4 separate regions of the Zea mays genome follow, and regions 2, 3 and 4 are each linked to region 1. Evidence: chromatin contacts called from public Hi-C data. All regions are on one chromosome and are shown on one strand. The core of a region is the stretch at or near the end of the contact, and the rest is flanking DNA. Distances in the headings are between cores, read along the strand shown. Region 1 holds the start of LOC103650540 (nuclear export mediator factor NEMF). Region 2 holds the start of LOC103652180 (two-component response regulator ORR6-like). Region 3 holds the start of LOC100272660 (MYB transcription factor). Region 4 holds the start of LOC100381433 (Boron transporter 1).

Evidence for each region. A called contact is a pair of places that touch in the nucleus more often than the background predicts.
Region 2: a Hi-C map of ear shows a contact between it and region 1, with 2.6 times the contacts expected there. The contact joins the promoter of LOC103652180 here to the promoter of LOC103650540 in region 1. A contact is called at or near these places in 2 of 25 Hi-C or Micro-C datasets (ear and tassel).
Region 3: a contact with region 1 is called in a Hi-C map of leaf, with 2.5 times the contacts expected there. The contact joins the promoter of LOC100272660 here to the promoter of LOC103650540 in region 1. A contact is called at or near these places in 9 of 25 Hi-C or Micro-C datasets (bundle sheath, ear, leaf and 3 more).
Region 4: a Hi-C map of ear shows a contact between it and region 1, with 3 times the contacts expected there. The contact joins the promoter of LOC100381433 here to the promoter of LOC103650540 in region 1. A contact is called at or near these places in 3 of 25 Hi-C or Micro-C datasets (ear, endosperm and tassel).

Annotation. Positions count from the first base shown.
Region 1 is chr3:129,231,683-129,234,382 of Zm-B73-REFERENCE-NAM-5.0, forward strand. It overlaps LOC103650540 (nuclear export mediator factor NEMF), which reads right to left and starts at 1,426. Exons shown (of 14, transcript XM_008676116.4): 1 at 1,036-1,426; 2 at 249-361; 3 at 52-148. The coding sequence starts at 1,140.
Region 2 is chr3:129,564,863-129,567,562 of Zm-B73-REFERENCE-NAM-5.0, forward strand. LOC103652180 (two-component response regulator ORR6-like) reads left to right here and starts at 1,384. Exons shown (of 2, transcript XM_008677818.1): 1 at 1,384-1,752; 2 at 2,570-2,620. The coding sequence starts at 1,384. The coding sequence ends at 2,620.
Region 3 is chr3:128,790,840-128,793,539 of Zm-B73-REFERENCE-NAM-5.0, forward strand. It overlaps LOC100272660 (MYB transcription factor), which reads left to right and starts at 1,300. Exons shown (of 3, transcript NM_001147118.1): 1 at 1,300-1,686; 2 at 1,822-1,951; 3 at 2,039-2,700. The coding sequence starts at 1,566. The coding sequence ends at 2,540. It also overlaps a transcript of LOC100273435 not described here.
Region 4 is chr3:129,612,216-129,614,915 of Zm-B73-REFERENCE-NAM-5.0, forward strand. It overlaps LOC100381433 (Boron transporter 1), which reads left to right and starts at 1,365. Exons shown (of 12, transcript NM_001174274.1): 1 at 1,365-1,763; 2 at 1,959-2,041; 3 at 2,134-2,326; 4 at 2,423-2,561. The coding sequence starts at 1,660.

The DNA.
Region 1 (2,700 bases), core at 176-2,675:
AGCTGCTGACATGAAATGCTTATCTGAGAGAAAGCAAAACTGGAACAATACCCTGTCATATCCGAGCATACGGACATCTTCAAGTCTCTTGTTACGAATGTGCTTTCGTAGTTTCAGAGTGAAACCTGAAGGGGTGGTACTCTTGTCACTGCAGAAATGCATACACACAAGGGTCTAGACATTAATGTTACAGAACAGGGTGATGAAGCAAACATCAATCAGGGCAGTGAGTAGAATCTGAAGCTCACCGAACGTATTGGGTGGTGTGGAACCTGACACCACTCTCCATGAGCAACAAGACCTTCTCGCTTTCCCCTGATTCAGTAATCCCACTGCTGTTCATCAGCTTGAAAAGGTATGTCTGTCCAAATGCAGAAAGATGCTACTAAAATTACATCTGTAGTTCTGTACAAGTATCGTCATGTATATAGTAAAACACAAATACGATATAAGACTGCCAAGAACAACATGATCTGTTTGTATGATGTACTGGTAATACAATACTTTTTATTAATGACCCAAAGAATTCAGGCAGCTATGCTTTACTCAGAACTCAGAACAGATCAAAAGGCAAGAACCACCTGGTTGATCCTGACAACATACTATTGAAGCGAAACACAAGGATCTTGTATCCCACAAAACTGCACCTAAAATGTGCATCGACAGCCTCAGCGAGCCAGTTCATAGCGTTATCTATTGATTATGTCGAATTTTACATGTAAGCACAGGCTACATCAGCTACTGAAAAACAACACAAGCAAAATCCCATAGCATACGGGACATTAAACTACGAAGTTCTCTATGCCCTGGGCTCACGATAAAGTCTGCTAGGTGGCAGCACCACTGGTCGAGCAGACCGAAATCCAGTACAGAATTACAGATTCGCTTCGTGCGCCACGCCTCTACCGATCGCGGGCGGCGGCGCGGGGGTGTCAAGGAGTGGCCCCTTCCCATCCAACCTGCGCCCAAGCGGGGCAGTGACTAGGGTTCGCGGCAGGCGGGGCAGGGAAGGCAGGGGACGGGGACCCGATTAACCTTGGGGGTGATGTCGTAGACGTTGGCTAGGCGCATGCCGATGAGGCGGCGGAGGCACTTCACCTCCGCCGCCACGTCCGTCGTCGTCATTCGTGCCTTCACCATCTTGCCTCAGCCGGTACTACGGCAGCGCCGAGACCTTTGGGCCTTTGGCTTCCTTCCCCCCTCCCTACCGGGGATTTTCTCCCTTCTCTCCGCCGCCTCCTGAGCTCTCTCCTCGTCGGCTCGAGTCGGGCTCGGGCACGACTCTGGTCGCGGCCGCCCACCTGGACCTGGAGCGGTGAAGGACGCCGCCGCCGCCGCCGCTAGGACGAGATGGGCCGGTCCGTGGTCCGTGGATCATTATCTTCGGCCCGTTTTGTTACTGAGGTGGGCCGCAGGTCGCGTATCCGTTATATTCCTCGTTTTAACTGTGTCATTAAGGACTAGTTTGGCAGTCAGATTTCCGGAAGGGAACCCGGCCTTTTCCGGGGGAGCGAAGCACGCGTGAAAATAGCGCCCAGGGAAAATTTCCGGCCTATTTGGAAGCCAATCTGTCGGGCCCGTTCTCCCTCGACCCGACCAAAATACCCGGGGCAGCTTTCCACCAGCCGCGAGGCCGGACAGCTTTCCCCGCATACGAGGGGGAGGCGGCGCGAGCGACGCTGGCACGGTGACGCGAGTCGGACTTCCTCTGCTGCCTCCGTCCACTCTGTCGTCGTCCACAACGCCGCCGCAGTCATCCCCAGTCCTCCCTCCCTCGACGCGGTCTCGACTGCTCCCTCCTCCACAGACGACGTGGTCTAGGGTTTGTGCTCTCATCTGCGTTCTCCCTACGTTCTTCCTCTACTCACACATGCTCTGTCATCTCCTCTGCTCTCTTTCAAGTTCCGCTCGGTACTAGCAGTGAGGTATTATAATCAGCCTCCTCCAAGATCTGCCTCCTCCAATCCAGGGATATTAACTATGCTTCCCTCTACTAGCGTCACATGCCAAGATTATTATAAATTCCTGCTACGATCCAGCAATTTTTAATAGCAGTGTTGTGGCCGAGTTAATACATACAATCCACGGTAAAATTAATCTAGAGATATTTTGTAATAAAAAGTCACATGCCAAGATCAATAGGTTTAGTACTAGCAGTGAGGCGGCACAGATAAGTTAGATCGGTTATTTCTTGTTTTCCTCCTTAACTATGCTTTATTCTTGTATGTATGCAATCTGAATTTATTTTGTTGATTCTTTATGCTTTGATGTGAAAGCTGAAATGGGCGCAAATAATTATATGGTTTGATACTCTGAATTTGATTGTGTGTGAGCCAAGACACGGGATAGATAGGATATACATTTTCCACATGTTCTATATGGATTATAATCTGGCCAGCTTTATTTTTCTCCCTTGTATTTTTTCCTAGGAGACGACCGCGTAATCCTTTCATCTGTACCCATTGTGTGTTCGAATGATCCCAGATTTAAATGGTCTTCATGTACCTTCCGGCCATATATGTGTTTCTGGTCTTCATTGGAATAGTGTGGTAAATTAAGTTTGTAGTGGCTAATAGAACCACCAGTAAAAAACAACTTTTACAGGCAGCTCATGTTTACCTCAGTTTCTTTACATATTTTTTATCTAAGAGATAAGAGATGATCATAGTTTCTCAGTTCTGTGCGCTTGTAATTTCATTA
Region 2 (2,700 bases), core at 134-2,633, 330 kb after region 1:
AACCTACTCACAGGCTCTACATACTATAGAATATCCCTGCAAGGGTTTGTTTACCCTCCAATCATGCCTAAATGCGGTGAGAGCGTACGGGCGTGGCTGGTGCTGAAAGGCGGGGACCGCCTGCGAGAGCGAGGCGAGCGCGCGGCCTAGCTAGGCTAAACTGGGCCGACCGGGCTGAAAACGGTTTTTTCTATTTTCCTGAATTTCTAATTTTTTTTCTTTTTATTTTCTCTATGGAATTCAAATCAAATTCAACCACAATTCAAATACATATAATTCAAACATGTCATCAAACAAAAAGGAATAATCTAGTCTCAGCATGATGCAAACATTCACATATACCCTAGGTTTTGATATTCTCAAGAAAATAATACATCTCCCACATAATTAACCCAAAATCCTATTAAAGAGAATAGAAAAGAAACACTGTAGAAGTGAGAAAAGAAGTAACCTGAATTTGCTAGGTATTTAGAGAAGAAATTTTATGCCCCTAAATTCAGGGTGTTATACTCGTGCTTTGCTACGGTTTTTATATATCATATAAATAGGTATTAAGATATTTATTCAAATATATATTGTTTGTTTCTAAACACTAAGGTACATATGGTCATGTTAGCCCCAAATTTTTTGAGCTAGGAGTGTGGGTTCGAGTGTTCGCTCTGCACTTTTTTGCGCGGTGTGGTAGGGTGGGGTCGGGTTCTGAGCGGGTGCTTGGGTCCACAAGGCAGTCCCTGAGAGAGTGGCGGGAGAACCAGTCAGAGAGTGTGGGGGTGGGCCTAAGGTGTCAGCGTGTCCATAGGGCGGGCAGTAGCTGAGTGAGGGTAAAGCTGTGGTAGCATCAGGTGCCCATATTAAGTTCTTAATAGAGTGGTATATATATATATATATATATATAGTATTTAGAGCTCTGGGCTCTATTTAACTACAGGAAGCCCCGACCAGGTGCGCAGACCGCACCGGACCCTTTTTGGCTTATTGTACCTAAATGTGCTTACGCTAAATTATAATACGAGTTATGTTGATGTGTGTATCAGTTTATGCAAATATAGTCTGCGCATATTACGTGCATCGGGCCCACGGCCCGGCCCACGCGTTCACAATTATTCAGTCCCACGCCGACACTATAAAAACACCCCCACGCCGCCAGGGATTAGGTTTTAGCGGCGGCGGCGGTTCCCTCGGGCGTGCGAGCGGCGGTGATCCTGGGGGCCAGCAGCGGTGTCGCCTCGAGGCAGGAGACCGACGGCGGCGCTCCACCAGGAACGAGCGACAACGACGCTCCGAGGCAGGCGGGCAAGCAGTGACGGCACTGTCGAAGCAGACGGACGACGACAGCGCACCCTAGGCCTGACGACAACGGCGATTGTCCCGTCCATCTCTGCGATGGCCACCGCCGCCGCCGCTCCAGAATCTGTGGCGCCGTCCCTTGCACCCAAGGCCAACGACAGCAGGAAGTCGGTGGTGCCCATGGACGCGTCGGAGCTGGAGAAGCACGTGCTGGCGGTGGACGACAAATCCGTGGACCGCGCCGCGATCGCCAGGATCCTGCGCGGCTCCAGGTACAGGGTGACCGCCGTGGAGTCGGCGACGCGCGCGCTGGAGTTGCTCGCGATGGGCCTGCTCCCTGACGTCAGCATGATCATCACCGACTACTGGATGCCTGGGATGACCGGGTACGAGCTGCTCAAGCGCGTCAAGGAGTCGGCGACGCTCAGGGGCATCTACGTTGTCATCATGTCGTCTATGACCATCGTGATTTATACATTTTCAAACAAAATTTTACGATATATCTTATTGCATTTTACGCTTCCACTAAAAAGCAAGTGCCACATTCGTCGTTACAAAATAGATCATTGATTTACGCTAAAATTCGTATCCATTTACGCTGTTTCGGATCACGTTTTACGCTTAAATCCACCTGACCTAGAACCCGAGCACGATCGGAGCGCGATTTTCACGTCGTAATTTAGGCCACATTCGTCGTTAAGAAATAGATTTATGATGTACGATAAAATTTGTACCCATTTACGCTGTTTGGTTCACGTTTTACGCTGAAATTTGACCAAGCCAAAATCCGTGCACGATCGAACGTGATCAATTTTCACGCCGTAATTTTCGGACCCCAGCTGTTACGAAACATGTCTATAATTTACGTAAATTTCGTATTCATTTACGCAGTTTTAGCTCACGTTTTACGCCGGAATCTGCCCTAGCCAGAACCCGCGCACGATTGGGTGCACGCGATTTTCACGCCGTAATTTTGGGCTTCGTTTGCTGTTACAAAACATATATATCATTTACGCTAAATTTCGTACTCATTTACGTTGTTTTAGCTCACGTTTTACGCTAGAATCCGCCCGAGCAGAACCCGCGAACTGCGGTTGTAAATTAAAATTTATTTCCTTCTACTAATGCTCCTCAAACCGTAACTGTCCCTTTATTTACGCGATTATGCAGCACGTCTTTCCTTATATCAAACCGGTCAAGATTTATATAATGCATGGTTTATGCTATCATGTTACACATCGTTATGCAGTCGTAAACGGTTTATTTATGCATCGTTATGCAGTCGTTAACCGCCGCCAATATCACAGATACGAACGTGGACGAGCGGCTGTAAATGAGAATTTGTTTCCTCCCGTAACTGTGCCTTTATTTACGCGAACGTGGAGCACGTCTTTACTTATCTCAAACCGGTGG
Region 3 (2,700 bases), core at 50-2,549, 440 kb before region 1:
ATGATGACTGCCAAGTTGCAACTTCATGCCGGCAAAAACACTGAGTGAGGGCTAGTTTGGCAACCACATTTTCCCATGGGATTTTCAATTTCCTAAAGGAAAATGAACTAATTTCTCAAAGGAAAATGAACTAATTTCTCTTGGGGAAACGAAAAACCCTTGGGAAAATATGGTTCCCAAGAGAAAATGAATGTATAGCATCTGAAGCGCTTTATGTATCTATCTGCTTTCATAGTAGATGTACCATGTGTCTGATTGATAAATAGAAATAAGATGGTATTCCTAGTTAACCCACGCGTAGTGTTTCATCAACCAAAGCACCAAAAAGTTGATAAGCACAGTCACTTTTCTTTTGTCGAGAAGCAAAAATAAAAACACACATCCAATCGGAAAAAAAGAAAATAAAAGAAGGAACAAGCATATACCTTCAGAAAGCATCATATTATTGAAACGCTAGTATATCAAAAGTAGAAAATTCTGCCGTATTTGCTTCAACCAGTGATACAGACTTTAAGAACTACTCAGGCAGAAAAAAAATGTCTTCGTCTGATGAAACCAAAAAAAAAAAGTTTACCCTCAACTACACGGCGAGTGCCCTTTAACTGTATACTGGTCCAATACAGTGTTAGTAGTAACTGGATTAACTAGCCAGTAAAAGTATGTACTAGTACACTGTACTCCGTACAAAATATTGTCCATCAAAACTTCTCTAACTTTAACCATATTTATGGAAAGATACATCAACATCTACAGTATCAAATTAGTTCATTAAATTCTTCATAAAATATGTTTTGACAGTGCATCTACTTCAACTTGTAGATTTTTGTAAAAATTTGGCCAAAGTCAGAGAAAGTTTACTTCAGGGCAAAAATAAAGTGAAGTATAATCAAAGTTAATTTGGAACGGAGGTAGTAGCCTTTTAATACGCATAAAAGCTTCTACCAGAGTGACCTCACCATAGCAAAGATTTATGAAGAAATTCAAAGCTAAGTTTCAGGTAGATTTATGAATAAGACATATGGGGACAATAATCTCAAAATACATGAACGGTAAACAAATAAATTAACTTTTATTGTATACTGTAGTTTATTAACAAAAAGCAAGAATATACCTCTGCAAATTCCAGACGTCAATAAAGCTGATGTCCTAACATGCACACCTATGATTTTGCAATACAATATGCGCAACATGAGCCAATTAAAAAAGCTACTTTATCAGTTAGAATCTGAGGGCAACCCAAATGGTGGAATATAGGATCTTTAGGGAGCTCCAAATCACACCCACCATATCACCTGGCCACCAAGACCTCCCCCTCTTACCTATAAATGAGAGGCAAAAGCCAGTAAGCCACCAAACCAGTAGGCAACTAAGACAAAGTGGCATACTCTTCTCTGTACTAGCTTTCTTCTTCCTCTCCTCTTCCTCACAAACAGACTGGATTTCAACAAGATAATCCTGAAACTGGAGCCAACAAGCACACAGAGAAAGAAGAGCAAGAAGACCGGCTCCCAGCCGATACAAGGTAGGAGTGAGCAGCGTTAGTTTCATCATATCGCATAGGCGATATGGTGACAGTGAGAGAGGAGACTCGCAAGGGGCCATGGACAGAGCAGGAGGACCTGCAACTGGTATGCACTGTCCGTCTGTTCGGTGAACGTCGTTGGGATTTCATTGCCAAAGTATCAGGTTTGAGGGGTGGGGATCCACAAATTAGGTAGCTAAATTGAAGTCATCGCGCTAAGTCGCAAAAGCAAGTATCAACCTCTCTAACCGACTCTATTCTTGCTTCCCCTCTCCCTTTCTGTATCTTCATTCATGCAGGACTCAACCGGACAGGCAAGAGCTGCCGGCTGCGGTGGGTCAACTACCTCCACCCTGGCCTCAAGCGTGGGCGCATGTCTCCCCATGAAGAGCGCCTCATCCTTGAGCTGCACGCTCGGTGGGGAAACAGGTCTGATCACCAAAAGACAATCAAAAGAACAAAATGACTGTTTTCTCTAAAATTTGATTGACATGTCCAATAACTTCTCCTAAACAGGTGGTCCAGGATAGCACGGCGCTTGCCAGGGCGCACTGACAATGAGATCAAGAACTACTGGAGGACACACATGAGGAAGAAAGCACAGGAGAGGAAGAGGAACATGTCTCCATCATCATCCTCATCTTCACTGAGTTACCAGTCAGGCTACCCAGATACTCCATCAATCATTGGAGTTAAGGGACAGGAGCTTCATGGTGGCAGTGGCTGCATCACAAGCATCCTGAAGGGCACCCATCCGGACATGGATGGCTATCCCATGGACCAGATATGGATGGAAATTGAGGCGCCAGAGGTGCCCTCGGAGGTGGGCTTTGTTGGAGGGAACGAAAATGTGTGCAGCAGCCTTGCCACCCCTCTGCCACCACCTACCGTCTGGGAATACTACCCAGAGGTCTGCTGGAAGCTTGACGATGAGATCAAGATGGCACCACAATTTGGTTATATAGTGAAGGAGCTGACCCCTGCTTCTGATACCATATATATTGGGTCTGATTACTAAGTTATACACCATCCTAGCAGAAGTGAAGTGCTTTTGTTGACACAAGCTTTAGCATGGATCTGGATATTTATCTCCCGCTTAGAATTGGAGGCCTATGGCTCTATGCATGATTTCTATGTATCTATCTAGTGTGCAAGACAAGATCATCTCAATTTGTCCT
Region 4 (2,700 bases), core at 115-2,614, 380 kb after region 1:
TCATGCTCAAATGTTTTTAATATTGAATATAAATTATATATATCTATATACGTTTTTTGTAAAATAAAAATATATAATCGTGTCGAGCCGGACCAGCACTACGGGCCGAGGCTACAGCCCAAGCACGGCACGACGTTCTTGGCTCTTGCAAGCATTAGGTCGTTTCTGAGACCACATTGACGCAATGGACTTCATGGTGTTTGATGTTGCTGAATTGGATGGAGCAACAATAATTTGTCACAATAACAGTAAAATGAAAGGTTATTTATTGGTTTTAAATGTTAGTAATTGCTACAAAGTAGCATAATTTATATGGAGCGCATCCAGTTTTTATTGATGCCTGACTTTAGCAAACACTTCATATTTTGATCTATCTTTTTATAAGTTTGAGTTTATGTGACTTATTTTAGAAACTTGAGCTCACAAACTTTCTCTTATTTGGTCTCTGTATTGTGGAATTATGTCATTTTACAATCTTTGTTTGTTCAGTCAGTCGTTGTGAACTTTCTTCTAATCGCTCACTTCATTGACCGTGTTGTACCAAGACATATTGGATGGAGTAAATAATAACATCGGTTAGCTAAATCAAAAAATATTATATGGAGAGCGGATACGATCAATAAAAAATCTTAAATTTTTTTGTTGATAAGATATATAGGTATTGTTATAAGCCGTCGCAACGCACGGGCAACCGACTAGTCTGTGTTAAAATATTAGTCGTCGTAGCAGTTAAATTTTATTATGTATATGTTCAACCAGATGTCAATAAATCTAGATATATATATAAAACACATATATTAAATATGGTATAAATCTATCAAAATACTAAAATAACTAATATTTAGTAATATTTATTTGGTAATAGCGAAGCTCGTTGGGTCCTTCTCTTCCCCTGGACAGCAGACAGCTGAGCCAGAGCTGCCCTGGCATTCTGGCCCTGCCTTGCCATCCGAGTGAACAAAACCAAAAAATTATTATTTGTCCTCTTGCTGACCACCCCCCCCCCCCCCCCCCCCCCCCCTCCCCCGGTTTTCCTTTTCCTTCTGAACTTAACAATACAGTGGTAGATAAAATAAAATTAGCTCCGACACTTGCTGCAGCAGTTACATGATCACAAAGCCCACCAGTGACACACCCCACTGGAGCCCTCTTGTGCTTTTGCTTTGCGTGCGCAGAGCTCAGCATTCAGCAAGACTCGCTGCAACAGTTCTCGAGCAATGCATTTTTTTTCCTCAGATAACTTTTTTGCTTTAAATTTTTTTCTACCAAGATTTCTCTTTGTGAATTGACAGTGGTGTGCCCCTCCCCTGCCACTTCCTATATATCTGCCCTCTATCGCAACTCCGTTGCTCTGTAGCGGTTACCTCCCTTTCGCTCTACTGCTCTCTCTCTCTCTCTGGACCTTGCCGTTCTCTCCCTCGTCGGCAATCAGCCCGCTTCCTGTGCTCTCTATGCTCCCCTTCCGTTCGTAGCCTCGGCCTTCGTCTCCCTCCATGGACCCGCGCTAAATGCATCGCGAGATTCCAAACCGGTAGCGTTTCTTCCTGCTCCATCCGCCGCAAGATGTAAGCAAGGGCCTCACTTCACACCCGGAGTGGGAGACCATCCAGAATACATCCTCAGATCTTCTTGTGTCTGAGAAAAAAGCGACGCCCTTCAATGGAGGAGAGCTTCGTGCCCTTGCGGGGCATCAAGAACGACCTCCACGGGAGGCTCGCCTGCTACAAGCAGGACTGGGCCGGAGGGTTCCGTGCCGGTATCAGGTAAGGCTAATCTAATCTTTGCTCGCAACAATCTTGCATTGTGCTGTTTAGGATTACAAGTTCGGTATCACCACTATGGCGCCAAAACCTTGAAACTGGCTGCGATGTCCTTCTGTTGCTGTTCTCAAGTTTGTTTGTTCTTGCCTGCCCCCAAGATCTTGAATGAAAAGGAGTGCTTTTTTGGGAGTGTTTCAGGATCCTGGCGCCGACGACCTACATATTCTTCGCGTCCGCGATACCGGTCATATCGTTCGGGGAGCAATTGGAGAGGAACACTGGTAAATAAAACAGGGGGATTCAAAACTTGTACTTGGTGGCGTTAGTTTCAGTCAGTACAGTGGGTGAGCAGAGGAGCTTATTTTGTGAGCAGATGGAGTCCTCACGGCAGTGCAGACGTTGGCATCCACTGCGCTGTGCGGCGTAATCCACTCCATCGTGGGAGGGCAGCCGCTGCTGATCCTGGGAGTCGCCGAACCGACGGTGCTCATGTACACATTCATGTTCAGCTTCGCCAAGGACAGGCCCGACCTCGGGCGGAGTCTGTTCCTGGCCTGGACCGGTTGGTAGGTCATCCTTGCTGTGTGTGCTGGCTGAGAATTCTATTGCAGATTTGGACGTTGTTTCAGCTGATCCTTGCCGTGTGTCATGTACGCGTGCAGGGTTTGCGTGTGGACTGCCATCCTACTCTTCTTGCTGGCCATACTAGGCGCGTGCTCCATCATCAACCGGTTCACCCGCGTCGCTGGCGAGCTGTTTGGGCTTCTGATCGCTATGCTCTTCATGCAGCAGGCTATCAAGGTTGGTGAAAGCTGCAGGGCTTTTCGGTTTCAAGCCATTTGCTGCTTAACCTTATGCTGATGCAGAAACTTTTTTAAGGCAAACTCCAGTTACCTTGCCTCTCCAGATTGCATAGTACTCCAGTCAGTCTGAATGCAAC